Linked DNA regions of Sus scrofa: all the other regions are linked to region 4. A link is a contact called in public HiChIP or PLAC-seq data. All regions are on one chromosome and are shown on one strand. Each heading gives the region's core, a stretch centred on a gene start, on an enhancer-like site or on the middle of the called end of the contact. The rest is flanking DNA. Distances are from core to core; before and after follow the strand shown. Region 1 has its middle 31 kb from the start of MMP7. Region 2 overlaps MMP20 (matrix metallopeptidase 20). Region 3 holds the start of YAP1 (transcriptional coactivator YAP1). Region 4 holds the start of LOC100622859 (putative inhibitor of apoptosis).

Region 1 (2,700 bases), core at 195-2,694, 150 kb before region 4:
GTGGTTGCCAGAGGGAGCAAGTGGGGAATGTGGGGATTGGGTGAAGGTGGTCAAAAGGTACAAACTTCCAATGAGAAGATAAATAAGTGCCATTATATAAATATAATGACTATAGTTAGCAATGTTGTATGGTATATTTAAAAGATGCTACCAGAGTAAATCCTAAAAGTTCTCATCATAAAGGAAAAAAAATTGTAACTATATGAGGATGTTAACGAAACTTAATGTGGTAATCATTTCGCAATAGATATGTATGTCAAGCCATTATGCTATATGACTTAAGTTTATACACTGTTGTATGTCAATCACACATCAATAAAACTGAAAGAAAAAAAAAATCTCTTTTTGTTCCCATTGTGACTCAGTGGACTAAGAACCCGACATAGTGTTTGTGATAAAGCAGGTTCGATTCCTGGCCTCACTCAGTGGGTTAAGTATCCAGCATTGCTGTGGCTGTGGCATAGGTCAGCAGCTATAGCTCTGATTCAAACCCTAGCCTGGGAATTGCCGCATGCTTAGAGTATAGCCTTAAAAATAAAAAATTTTTTAAAAATCCCTTGCATATCTAATCCTGTCTTAGCATCTATTCTTTGGAAGACCCAAACTAAGACAATTTTTTCTCATTGCATTAAAAATAACCCTAAATAGTCACTTAAAACAATAGTAATTTTATTAAATCTCATGATTTCGTGGGTCAGGAATGAGGGCAAAGTTCCACAGGTTAATTATTTTGTTCCATGGGGCAGATGGGCTGGCTTGGAGGGTCCAAGATGGGTTCACTCACACATCTGCCACTTTGTAATGGATGGCTAGAAATCTGGGCTCAGCTGGGCTGTCAACCATACACGTGGTCTCTCCAGCATGGAGAGAGGTCAGACTTCACACATATGGTTCAAGGCTCCAAGAGCAAGTCTTCCCACAAACAAAGTGAAGTAGTATAGCCCTTTCTATGTAGCCTCAGAAGTCACACAGCATCACTTTGACACTCTACTGGTCAAAGCAATCACAGCCAACCAGAGTAAAGACAAGGGGGGGACCCACTTTGGGAAGTGCCAAAGAATTTGTAGTCATGTTTTAAAACTGCCACATGGTGTCACCCTTCCTCTTAAGAAACCATCTGTCATTTAAACCAGAGGAAATCAGTTCTAACTGAAAGTATATTTGCTGCAATTAAAAGGCTGAATGGATCAGCAAAAATAAATTCTAGTTCGCACCCTCATTTGCCATCACAGCCCAGGTGTCCATACCTCAAAGAACAAAAAGAGAATTCAGAGTTAGTGCTTTACTGTTCAGGCATAGACCTGGAGACCCTGGGGACCACAATTATTTCTTTGGAGGTAAATTTTTTACTTTCTGCAAGTACAGAAGGTTGTCATGCAACGTGACCCCTGCCTACTTATTCACGGATCATTTTAGGTGTGAAAGGGTTAGTCCCATTACTAGGAAGCATAAAGAGGATGACAAATTGCACTTTGGCTTGACTCCAGCTAAGTGACATCTGTGAGCTACTGTTGCAACTTTAATTGGTGAGAAAGAAAAGTGGCATTATGATTACCAAAGAACAATGAGTTAAACTTTAAGGAACAACAGTCTTTCATTCCTAATTTCTTTTGTGAAGGCATTTTCCTTCGAATTATAGACTTTAGGACCAAGAACCTATGATTCTCCTTGCTCATAAAGTAACCAAGTAAGGGTGGACTTGTTTTCCTAGTCTTTAATAATAAGGATTGTCATTTGTTTTATGTGCATGTGTATGGGCTAAACATAAACTTGGAAGAGGCCCTGGGAACTACCTCAGCATCATAGCAAGCACATTTGACAAGCTTCTTTCTTTTTCCTCTCAAATTAGCACGTACTTTTAGCCCTGAATAAAAACAAGCAATTATTCAGAAAAGTTTGGGAACCTTAAATAAGAGTAGAATTCTATTCAAATTTAACACCTAATTATACCTTCTCATTATCTATAACTAGATCATCTTCTGTAAAGGATCTACCCTAAAGTAAGCAGATTACATCCTCTTCATCTAAGGAATCATTTAATTTATACTTTTTAAAAGCTTCTCCTCCCCCATGACATTGATATGAAAAGTGTAGTTCTTGGCAGAAAAAGTAGAGTCTATATTTAAATTGTTTTGAATTAGAAACCTAAGGATTAGCACCCTCACTGGAACAAAATTACCTAAAAAAAAATGAATTTGTTGAATGGTTGAATGAATGAATGAATGAATGCAGTGTTTGAATTAACATACTCAAAATTTTCATTTGGGGCATCTTCTAGAAGACAATGGTATAAATCAAGAATGATAGGTCTAATGGAGGCTAATTTAAATTTGAAATAGCTAAATGGTTTCTATTCAGTATATTAAGAATTAATGCTTAGAAGATGCTAATTATAACTTACTTGGGACAGATTTCCCAACAAAAATGAATCCAACTAGTATCCATGGGGATGCAATTCAATCCCTGGCCTTGCTTCATGGGCTAAGGATCCAGCATTGCCGCAAGCTGTGGTGTAGGTCGCAGATGGGGCTGGGATCTGGTGGTGTTGTGGCTGTGGCCTAGGCCAGCAGCTGTAGCTCTGATTCAACCCCTAGCCTGGGAACTTCCATATGCAGTGGGTGCAGCCCTAAAAAGAAAAAAAAAAAAAAGTATAAATTTGTGTCCTGAAAAAGTATTGGCTAGAAATTGACTTTGTTTTAT
Region 2 (2,713 bases), core at 144-2,643, 240 kb before region 4:
CTGGGCCCTTGGCTGGCAGGTTGGGTGAAGAGTCACCAGGAGGAGGAGGTTCTAGCCTATCCAGCCTTCCCACAAATGTCTGGTAGGCTTCTCCACATTGTTTTATTCTCAAAATAGGATTCTTTATTTAAAAACATCCGTCAGGGGGTTCCTGCAGTGGCTCAGTGAGTTAAGAACCCGACATAGTGTCCATGAGGATGCAGGTTCAATCCCTGGCTTCACTCACTTGGTTAAGGATCTGGCATTGCCACAAGCTGCGGCATAGGTCACAGATGCGGCTCAGATCTGGGGTTGCTGTGGCTGTGGTGTAGGCCAGCAGCTGCAGCTCCAATTCAAACCCAACCCAGGAACTTCCATAGGCTGCAGGTGCAGTTGTAAAAAGAAAAAAAATAATAATCTGTCAGTCACTAATTGTCACATTTTGAAAGATGTTATATATATTAGAAAGCAAAGGAAAACATGTTTAAGGGTCTTGCAAATAGAGACTGAAGAGAGGGGCAACCTCTCTTCAGAGAGAGGCTTCCTGAAGGAATCACCATCAGGACTTGGACACTAATTTGGTGAAAATGATGGAAAAGGAGGAGTCAAAGATAGCAGCATGGCTCACATAGATAGAAAAATCATAGAGATTTTTTGGATACATAAAGAAAAACTCAATTTTAGATGTGCTGAATTTAAAATGATGGCAATTCTATTGGGATTCAACAGTAATAAGCCAGTGCTCCGGGGCTTCGTAGGTTATCGAATTTCCTACATGGAGGACGTAGTGAAAGATTTGAAAATAAACTGTAGTAATAATCATTACAGTAAAAGCTGACATTTTACAATGTGCTATGTGTTATGCGAAGCATTTTATAGACACCGATTCATTTAATCCACGCTGTTCTTTTCCCAGGTAGAATTTTAACCTAGGTCTACTTGACATCAGAGACAGAATCCCTGTAATAGAGCCCTAGATAAATCAGAGAAAAGAAGAGCTTCTCTTTTTTTTAAGTGATAAATAGAAAATTCTACAGAAATCACCAAAGTGAGGACTGAAGAAAAGAGATGACTGGCCAGGATAATGAAGGAAAGTCGTTTCAGCAGAGTGGTAAGGAAGAAATCCAGATCATGGAGTGAAAAGGCAAATGGTGATGGTAGATGTAGAGCATTCATTTGAGAATCTTGTTAATAACAAAGAGCTATGGTAACAGCTGGAAGAGGAAACACGGTCAAAGGAGGGTTTTTTCAAGATGAGAAATACCTGGGTGCACTTGAAAATATGAAAAGCAGCCAATGAAGAAAAAGGAAGGCAAAGCACTCTGGGAAGAAGGGACAGTACAGTCAGTAACCTCTGCTCTTAGGTGGCTCTGTTGGAATCTCACTTTTCCCAGGGTTCCGTGGGCTTGAGGAAAGCCTGCAAAACCAAAGAGGAAGTCTTCCTCCTTCAGTCTCCCTGGAGATATTTCTTTTCTGGCTATAAGGTTGCATCACTGAAAGTCAACAAATGGCACTGTATTTACTCAGACTGATTCTCTGTTATGTATTATAAATACAGACTAAGAGGCAGAAGGTGTGCTGAGATCGCTGACTCACTCTGACTAAGAACACGATTCTTCACCTCTTCACAAGTTATGGCTTATAAATATGGATCTCCACAGGCTCCTCAGACCGATATAAACAATTTAAGGACACTATGCAGAGCTTTGATTATTTTTAACCATTGTCTACGTATCGGTTTTTAATTTTACTTTTTCTTTCTTTTTAGGGCTGCATCTGTGGCATATGGAAGTTCCCAGGCTAGGGGTTGAATCAGAGCTACAGCTGCCAGCTATGGCACAGACATAGCAACGCCAGATCCAAGCCACGTCTGCAAGCTGCACCACAGCTCATGGCAATGCCGGATCCTTAACCCACTAAGCGAGGCCAGGGATTGAACCTACATCCTCATGGATATTAGTCAGATTCGTTTCTGCTGCGCCACAACAGGAACTCTGGGTTTTTAATTTTAAAGCTCTGTTTTTCTTGGGTTCAGTGAGATGGATGATGCATGTTTGATTTCTTGGCCTCTAAGACATTCTGATATAAACAGCCATGATGGTTCGAGCTCCCTGCAAATGAATGAATGGCTTCTTGGCCAATGATATGATTGTACTTCACAAAGTTTCCAGAGACAAACATTTCTATCAGTGAGACAAGTTTAGAAGGAAACTTAGCTCTATTGATAAATTCTGTTTTACATAATTAATAAATCTGCAGAGTAAAAACATGTCTTTTCAAAGTACTACAAATAATTATGAGTATTCCACAGTTTATAAAACTTTCATGTGCAGTATTTCAAGTGAACCTTTGAAGTATTAGCACAGTATTATTAATTATTACTTATTATTTGACAGAAGGAAATTAAGTCTCAGAAAAATTAAGTGACTCATACAAGATCACACACCCAATAACAAAACAAAGTCTCAAGCACCCCTCGCTTTTTTCACTGCACCAGTGTCCAGTCTCAGGGGAGAGAAGCATTAATTTTACCGAGAGCATCAATATGATAGAAAGAAGAAAGACCCCTCTTCCCCCTGAAACTAGGAAAAAGAGTGACAGAGAAAAACAGAGTCAAGGAGAGTAAGGGGTGAAGATGGTGGAAAATAAAAGTGCCCAGTCCGGCTGGATTACCTTGATAGCAAAGATGAGGAGTCTCTCTTGAAAATGAAAGACTAGGAGAATCAGCTTACAC
Region 3 (2,700 bases), core at 186-2,685, 230 kb after region 4:
AATTATCGAATGCTGTGTATGTGGAACAGCCATGTTCATATCCTCAGTGAGAATTACAAAGCAATGGCGAGCCTCGAATTAGTCATCGCTTCCCAAACATTAACTTCTAATCACAGTTGAACCAGGCAGGACTCGGCCTATGAGTCAACCTGCAGTGCATTATCAAAGGCTTGTGTTAAAACCTAGGCACTGTAAGCACAACTCAGGTCCTGCGCAACGTGCAGATGTGGCTAATTTAAAAGCATTTCAGCAGACTGTAAATAATAGTCTGCAATTGGGAAGCCAACACGTGAACCTACTAGGTTTGATAAGAGTGAGGCTGCCTGAGTTCCAAGGCGCAAGGGAAGGGCAGGGGTGAAAGCACTAACTCCATAAACAACTTCCAGGAAAGTCTGGATCCTGTATTCAGAAAGCGCCGGGGCCGCGAGGAAAATAAATGCTTTCGGGAGGGGGAGGGGGAGAAAGAGCGAGAAACTAAATGGACTGGTTCAACCCCCACCCCTAATCAACACTGGAAAACAAGAGAACAATTATTTGACTCCCCAGGAGACTGAAGTGGACCGAGAGGCCCCGAAGGAAAGGGGGCCCAGGGCTCAACTTCACAAACTCGGCCGCCGCTGGCAGCTCACCCACACACAGATGCCAGAGGCCCCCCTCCCCCTTCCCGGGCCCGCGGCGGCGGCGGCGGCGGCGGCGGGAGCGAAGGTGCGGAGCGCGCGGAGGCGCGCGCATTGTGCAAGCCCACCGTGGCCCGGGCCGACTCTCCCCACCCCCTTCCTTCCTCCCCACCTCCCCCGCCACTCCCGCCAACCTCCCGGGAACCCCAGGAAGAAAGAAAGAAAGGAAAGGGAAAAGCACGCCCCCCGGGGCAGCAACCGCAGAGAAACTCCGAGGGGAAAAACAAATCTCGGCCCCGGACTCTGGGAGAAGTGGGGAGCCGCGGCCGGGCGGGCGTCTCCGGTCCCTCTGGCTCTCCGCGAGCCCCCGTCCCGCCACCGCTAGCGCTCCCGGAACCCCCCCACCGCCGGCTAGGACTGGCGGCCGCCGCTCCCGAGCGCCCCCGGGCTTGGGGCCCGCCGACGGGGAAGTGGGGTGAGGGGCGGCGAGGTTACCTGTCGGGAGTGGGATTTGGGCTCCGGTGGCTTGAAGAAGGAGTCAGGCAGCTTCCGGAGCCTCATGGGCACGGTCTGGGGCACGTTGGCCGTCTTGGGGTTCATGACGGCGTTGAAAAGCGCCTCCAGGTCGGTCTCCGAGTCCCCCCGAACGTGCACGATCTGGTGTCCGGCGGGGGGGCCTGCGTCGCCGCTTGGGACCCCGGGGGTGCCGGCTGCCCCGGCCCGGACGGCGGGCCCTGCCCCTGGGGGGGCTGCGCAGGCGGCTGCCCTTGGCCCTGGGGGGCTGGTTGAGGCGGCGGCTGCTGCTGCCCGGGATCCATGGTTTCTGCCTCCCCCGACGCGCACCCAGACTAGGCGGGCAACGGCTCCACCCGGGCGCCCCGGCTCGACGGGTCGAGAGGGGAGAAGCGGCAAGGGCAGTGGGCCAGCGGCGGGAGCGGCGTTCGCCTCGCTCTCAGGGCCGGGGGGCTGCGCCGCGGCCCCGCATCCCCCGCCCCGGCGCCTCTGCCCCCGCCCTGCGCCCGGGCTCCACTGGTCCGGCGGCTGAGCCTCGGGAGGGGCTGCCAGAGACCCGAACCTGCAGCGCCCGAGAACTTTTTTCCTTCACTCCCCTGACGGATGCCGGACAGCTAGTTGCCTTTCCCCTCCCCCTTTCTCTCTTATTTCCTTTTCGTGTTCCTTCCTTCCTCCCTTTCTTTTCCCCGGCGGCGGCTGCGCCCGACTGAGACAGAAACTTGCCTCGGACGCCAAAACTAAAGTTGAGAGAACCGCCCGCCCGAGCCGCGCGCGGCTCCGCCTCCTCGCGGCTCTTCCTTCCTCTGCGCGCCCGCCCGCACCGAATCTGTGGCCGGCCGCGGAGGGAAACTTTCCCCAGCAAGTTAACTACATTCCTGCAGACTCTGGGCCTCCAACGCCCCTCCCGGCCGCACGTGACTAGCCCGCCCGCCGGCCTGGACTCTACCGGGCTTCGGGCCGGGGCCGGGAGCGTGCCTGGGGATCCGCACCAGGAGGGCGGCTGGCCCGACGACGAATGTTGGGTCTAGACTGGGTTGGAGTTTGGTCTCTGCGGGGAACGCGGCCGCCCTTGGCCGCAGGAAGTCCTCCCGCCCGGCGCGGCCCGTTCCCCGCCAGTCCCCGGGAAAGGTTGAAAGGCTTCCTAGATGCGAAACAGCTAAGGCCGAGAGAAGTCTAGAGAGGACGTGTAAATCCACTTAAACCCTCCCCGCGTTAGCTCTACTTGACCAACTCGAGTGTCAGTATGGGCTCAAAGCCTCAGGACTAGATTGGAGCACAATGGTACCTGTAACAGACACTGATTTTAATAAGGGTCCTTTTTTTTAACGACTTGATTTTTTTAACTTATTAATATGCAAAACACACTTGAATGGAGTAAACGATTACTGTAATTTGAAGCTCGAAGACCAGATCTGTGACAAGGTAATTTACTAAACAAAAAAATTGCCTGTTTAAAAAGTGAAAACTTTTTTTAGTGCTCAAACTTGCAGCAGAGTTATGAAAACCTCAACGCAAAAAAAAAAAAAAAAAAAAAAAAAGCTTAATTTGGGTTATAAGCGGTCATCTGTGT
Region 4 (2,700 bases), core at 143-2,642:
AGTAAAATACTTCGCCCCTGGTCTCCTCCCCTATTCTTCTTCTTGTGTGTGTGTGTGTGTGTGTGTGTGTGTGTGTGTGTGTGCGCGCGCTTTTTAGGGCCACCCGGGGCATAAGGAGGTTCCCAGACTAGGGGTCCAATCAGAGCTATAGTTGCCGGCCTACACCACAGCCACAGCAACATCAGATCCGAGCCGCGTCTGAGACCTCCTTAACCCACTGAGCAAGGCCAGGGATCGAACCCACAACCTCATGGTTCCTAGTTGGATTCGTTTCCACTGCACCACAACGGGAACTCCTCCTCCCCTCTTCTGGTGACAACTTATAATTTAGTTTAAGGATAATTATCTATGGCAATTTGCTAGCGGTAAAAAGGGAGGGTGAAAAATAGACTGCACCCATCATCAACAGTACAGCAGTTATCCAGACAATAACGTTATTTCTTAATGTCAAGTCTCTCCAGAACTAGGCAAAAAAACTACTAAGAGTTAAAATTCACCAGGAACTCGTGAATACAATGCCTTCACAATTCCAAAGCAACAATTCGCAGAAAGCAACTCACAAAACAAAACACAGCACAATGGCCTATGAAACACTGGCCTTGGGAATGTGACCGCTTGAATGAATGCCTCCGTTACACAAGGACTTGAGGTCCTATCTTTGCATATTTTTAATCTGCAGGAACTGTACAGGATTTGCCCTCTTTAGGCAAACTGTGGCTGGGGGGAAGGGGAAGGAGACAGACTGCAAGGAAAAAGAAGAGAAATTATGGAATTTTATTAATTTCCCCGAGTTATTTCTCGCAATATACAATAGAATACTAAAGTGGCAAAGCGGGGTTGTACCTATCTGAAACAAGAGATCTCGCCGATACGTTACTGTCTCCGTTTGAATATATTAAATAAAGGAATACCGAGGGTTAAGTTTAAAACCCTGCAAAAACTCTTAAAACATCTTGGCCAAAGGCCAAGGGCCAGAAAAGTGAGAAGCGGCCAGAGTAGACTTGTAAACAGGTCAATTAAAAAAATTATTTTCGACAGCATGTCTTGGAACTGGAGCTTCCGAATTAAACAAAAGCATCTTCGACAGTAGAGTAGCAAAGAGCTAACTGCTACCTGCGACCCCCGACTCCCGGCCCTGTCCTCCCCAGCCCAACTGCAGTCTCGGGGAAGGCAGGCCCCGCGGCCTGCGCGCCCCGACCCAGCCCCGCGAGGCCTGGGTCCGGAAGGACCTGCACTCACCACAGGGCAGACGCGTCCAACACGAAACAGCAGTGCCACCAGGAGCCTCCACAGTCCCGGGAGCAACGACGCGGGCTGAACTGCCGGCTGGGCTGCGCAGTTAGAGCTCCTGGGGCCCCCCCCGCCCGCTCAGGGCCCACGCAGACGCACGATGACGTCAGCGCGCCGACCGGGTGCGCGTCACTCCCTCTGCGAGGGCGCCCCGGAGTCTGTGGGCGGAGAGCGGGACCCAGCGCGCGGTCAGCCCTCAGGGGAAGGCAGGGCTGGGCGTGAGCTTGGTGTGCTAATCTTCAATCTCGCTGCGAGAGCACTTTCCCTCGCTGTCCCTCTCATCCTCCTGAGCGGGACGTGGCGAGAGCCGTCGAGTTTGAATCTTTGGAAGCCCTGGGGAAACGCCCGGGCGCGGGTGGCGAACCTCTCCCCACGTCGACTCGCCGGGATTAGTTCCCGGCCGGATTCCTCCAATGGGACCCTCCCCTCGGCGTGGATGACGGCGTTTGAGGGTGGAGTCAGCCCGGAGGCGTTTCGGCTGCAACTAAGTAAACAGCTGTAACCATTTCCCCTTTGCAGCTGCCTGGCGTCAACCTTCCACAGCTGGCCCTGGGGATGGGAAAAAAGCCAAGTGTTGGAAAGCAGAACAGCCTCAGATTAATTTTGAAGCCTTGATTCTATAATGTTGGGGGGCATATCTATTATATAATCACTATCTTTTCTGTTTTTCTCTTCTGGAGACGAATGCATTAACGAAAAGTGTCCTATTTTCATCACTAGCAAAGTGAACACGGTGTTTCAGGCCAGGCTTCACTCCCCCTTTTTTCTGAATGTGGCTAGAACGGAATATATACATTTATGTAGATGTGTGTATATGTAAATCGTACACGAACCATAAAGGAGCCCATTTGTCCATCACATTTTAAAAGTTAACTGTCAGAAAAAAATTGTAAATACAAAATACTACCTTTACTAGTCAGGGACGTTTTCCAGCCCCCTCTTTAGCAATGGGGTGAAGACAGACAGTTGCATGCAGTATTAGTTGAATGGCGGCAGGAGAATTTTTTAATTTATGTTCTGTGAAGACACTCATTGTCAATGATATCGGATGCTTTCTTCTCTCAGGGGAACTCCAGGGGGCAAATATTTCAAAAAAAACTTCCAAATAACAAGCCACTTAATTAGGCAGCCAGGGGAATTCCGAGACCCTGAACCATTTCCCATTTCCTCCCCGTCATTTCTGCCTGCCAGTCAGTAACAGAACAGGAGGGCTTCTGTTCCAATGTTAATAGTAAAAGTATTTGTAACAGCTTGTGATACAGAGAAAAGAAATGCATGCTTGATTCCCAATGACTAAAAACTTCTTCCAAATATGCACATGAGTTTTGATAGTATTTCAGTGTTTAGTTCAAGTTACAATCTCTTGGGAAGTTACAGAACTTTCTTTTTATGTGTGGGAAAATACATATA

The links. HiChIP or PLAC-seq counts read pairs in DNA pulled down with a chosen protein or histone mark.
Region 1: an H3K27ac HiChIP or PLAC-seq map of alveolar macrophages shows a contact between it and region 4. The contact joins the enhancer-like site here to the promoter of LOC100622859 in region 4. A contact is called at or near these places in 1 of 5 promoter capture datasets (liver), 25 of 47 Hi-C or Micro-C datasets (adipose tissue, alveolar macrophages, blood and 13 more) and 2 of 2 datasets of contacts at active chromatin or transcription factors (alveolar macrophages and skeletal muscle).
Region 2: an H3K27ac HiChIP or PLAC-seq map of alveolar macrophages shows a contact between it and region 4. The contact joins the enhancer-like site here to the promoter of LOC100622859 in region 4. A contact is called at or near these places in 6 of 47 Hi-C or Micro-C datasets (alveolar macrophages, embryonic fibroblasts, epiblast stem cells and 2 more) and 1 of 2 datasets of contacts at active chromatin or transcription factors (alveolar macrophages).
Region 3: an H3K27ac HiChIP or PLAC-seq map of skeletal muscle shows a contact between it and region 4. The contact joins the promoter of YAP1 here to the promoter of LOC100622859 in region 4. A contact is called at or near these places in 1 of 5 promoter capture datasets (liver), 1 of 47 Hi-C or Micro-C datasets (embryonic fibroblasts) and 1 of 2 datasets of contacts at active chromatin or transcription factors (skeletal muscle).

The regions. Positions count from the first base shown.
Region 1 is chr9:33,192,370-33,195,069 of Sscrofa11.1, reverse strand. No RefSeq gene overlaps it. Among named protein-coding and RNA genes, the nearest start is that of MMP7, 31 kb to the left of the region's middle. Within about 2 kb of position 1,444, at least 5 of the 83 cell types and tissues checked have an H3K27ac peak or open chromatin away from gene starts, as enhancers often do. A contact at or near this core is called in alveolar macrophages, where this site is marked.
Region 2 is chr9:33,283,946-33,286,658 of Sscrofa11.1, reverse strand. All of the region lies in intron 6 of MMP20 (matrix metallopeptidase 20), which reads left to right. Among named protein-coding and RNA genes, the nearest start is that of MMP20, 23 kb to the left of the region's middle. Within about 2 kb of position 1,393, at least 2 of the 83 cell types and tissues checked have an H3K27ac peak or open chromatin away from gene starts, as enhancers often do. A contact at or near this core is called in alveolar macrophages, where this site is marked.
Region 3 is chr9:32,810,364-32,813,063 of Sscrofa11.1, reverse strand. It overlaps YAP1 (transcriptional coactivator YAP1), which reads right to left and starts at 1,435. Exons shown (of 10, transcript XM_021062706.1): 1 at 1,297-1,435; 2 at 1,113-1,294. The coding sequence starts at 1,435. It overlaps LOC102157672 (a long non-coding RNA gene), which reads left to right and starts at 1,432. Exons shown (of 2, transcript XR_002335614.1): 1 at 1,432-2,552.
Region 4 is chr9:33,040,284-33,042,983 of Sscrofa11.1, reverse strand. It overlaps LOC100622859 (putative inhibitor of apoptosis), which reads right to left and starts at 1,392. Exons shown (of 8, transcript XM_013979324.2): 1 at 1,240-1,392.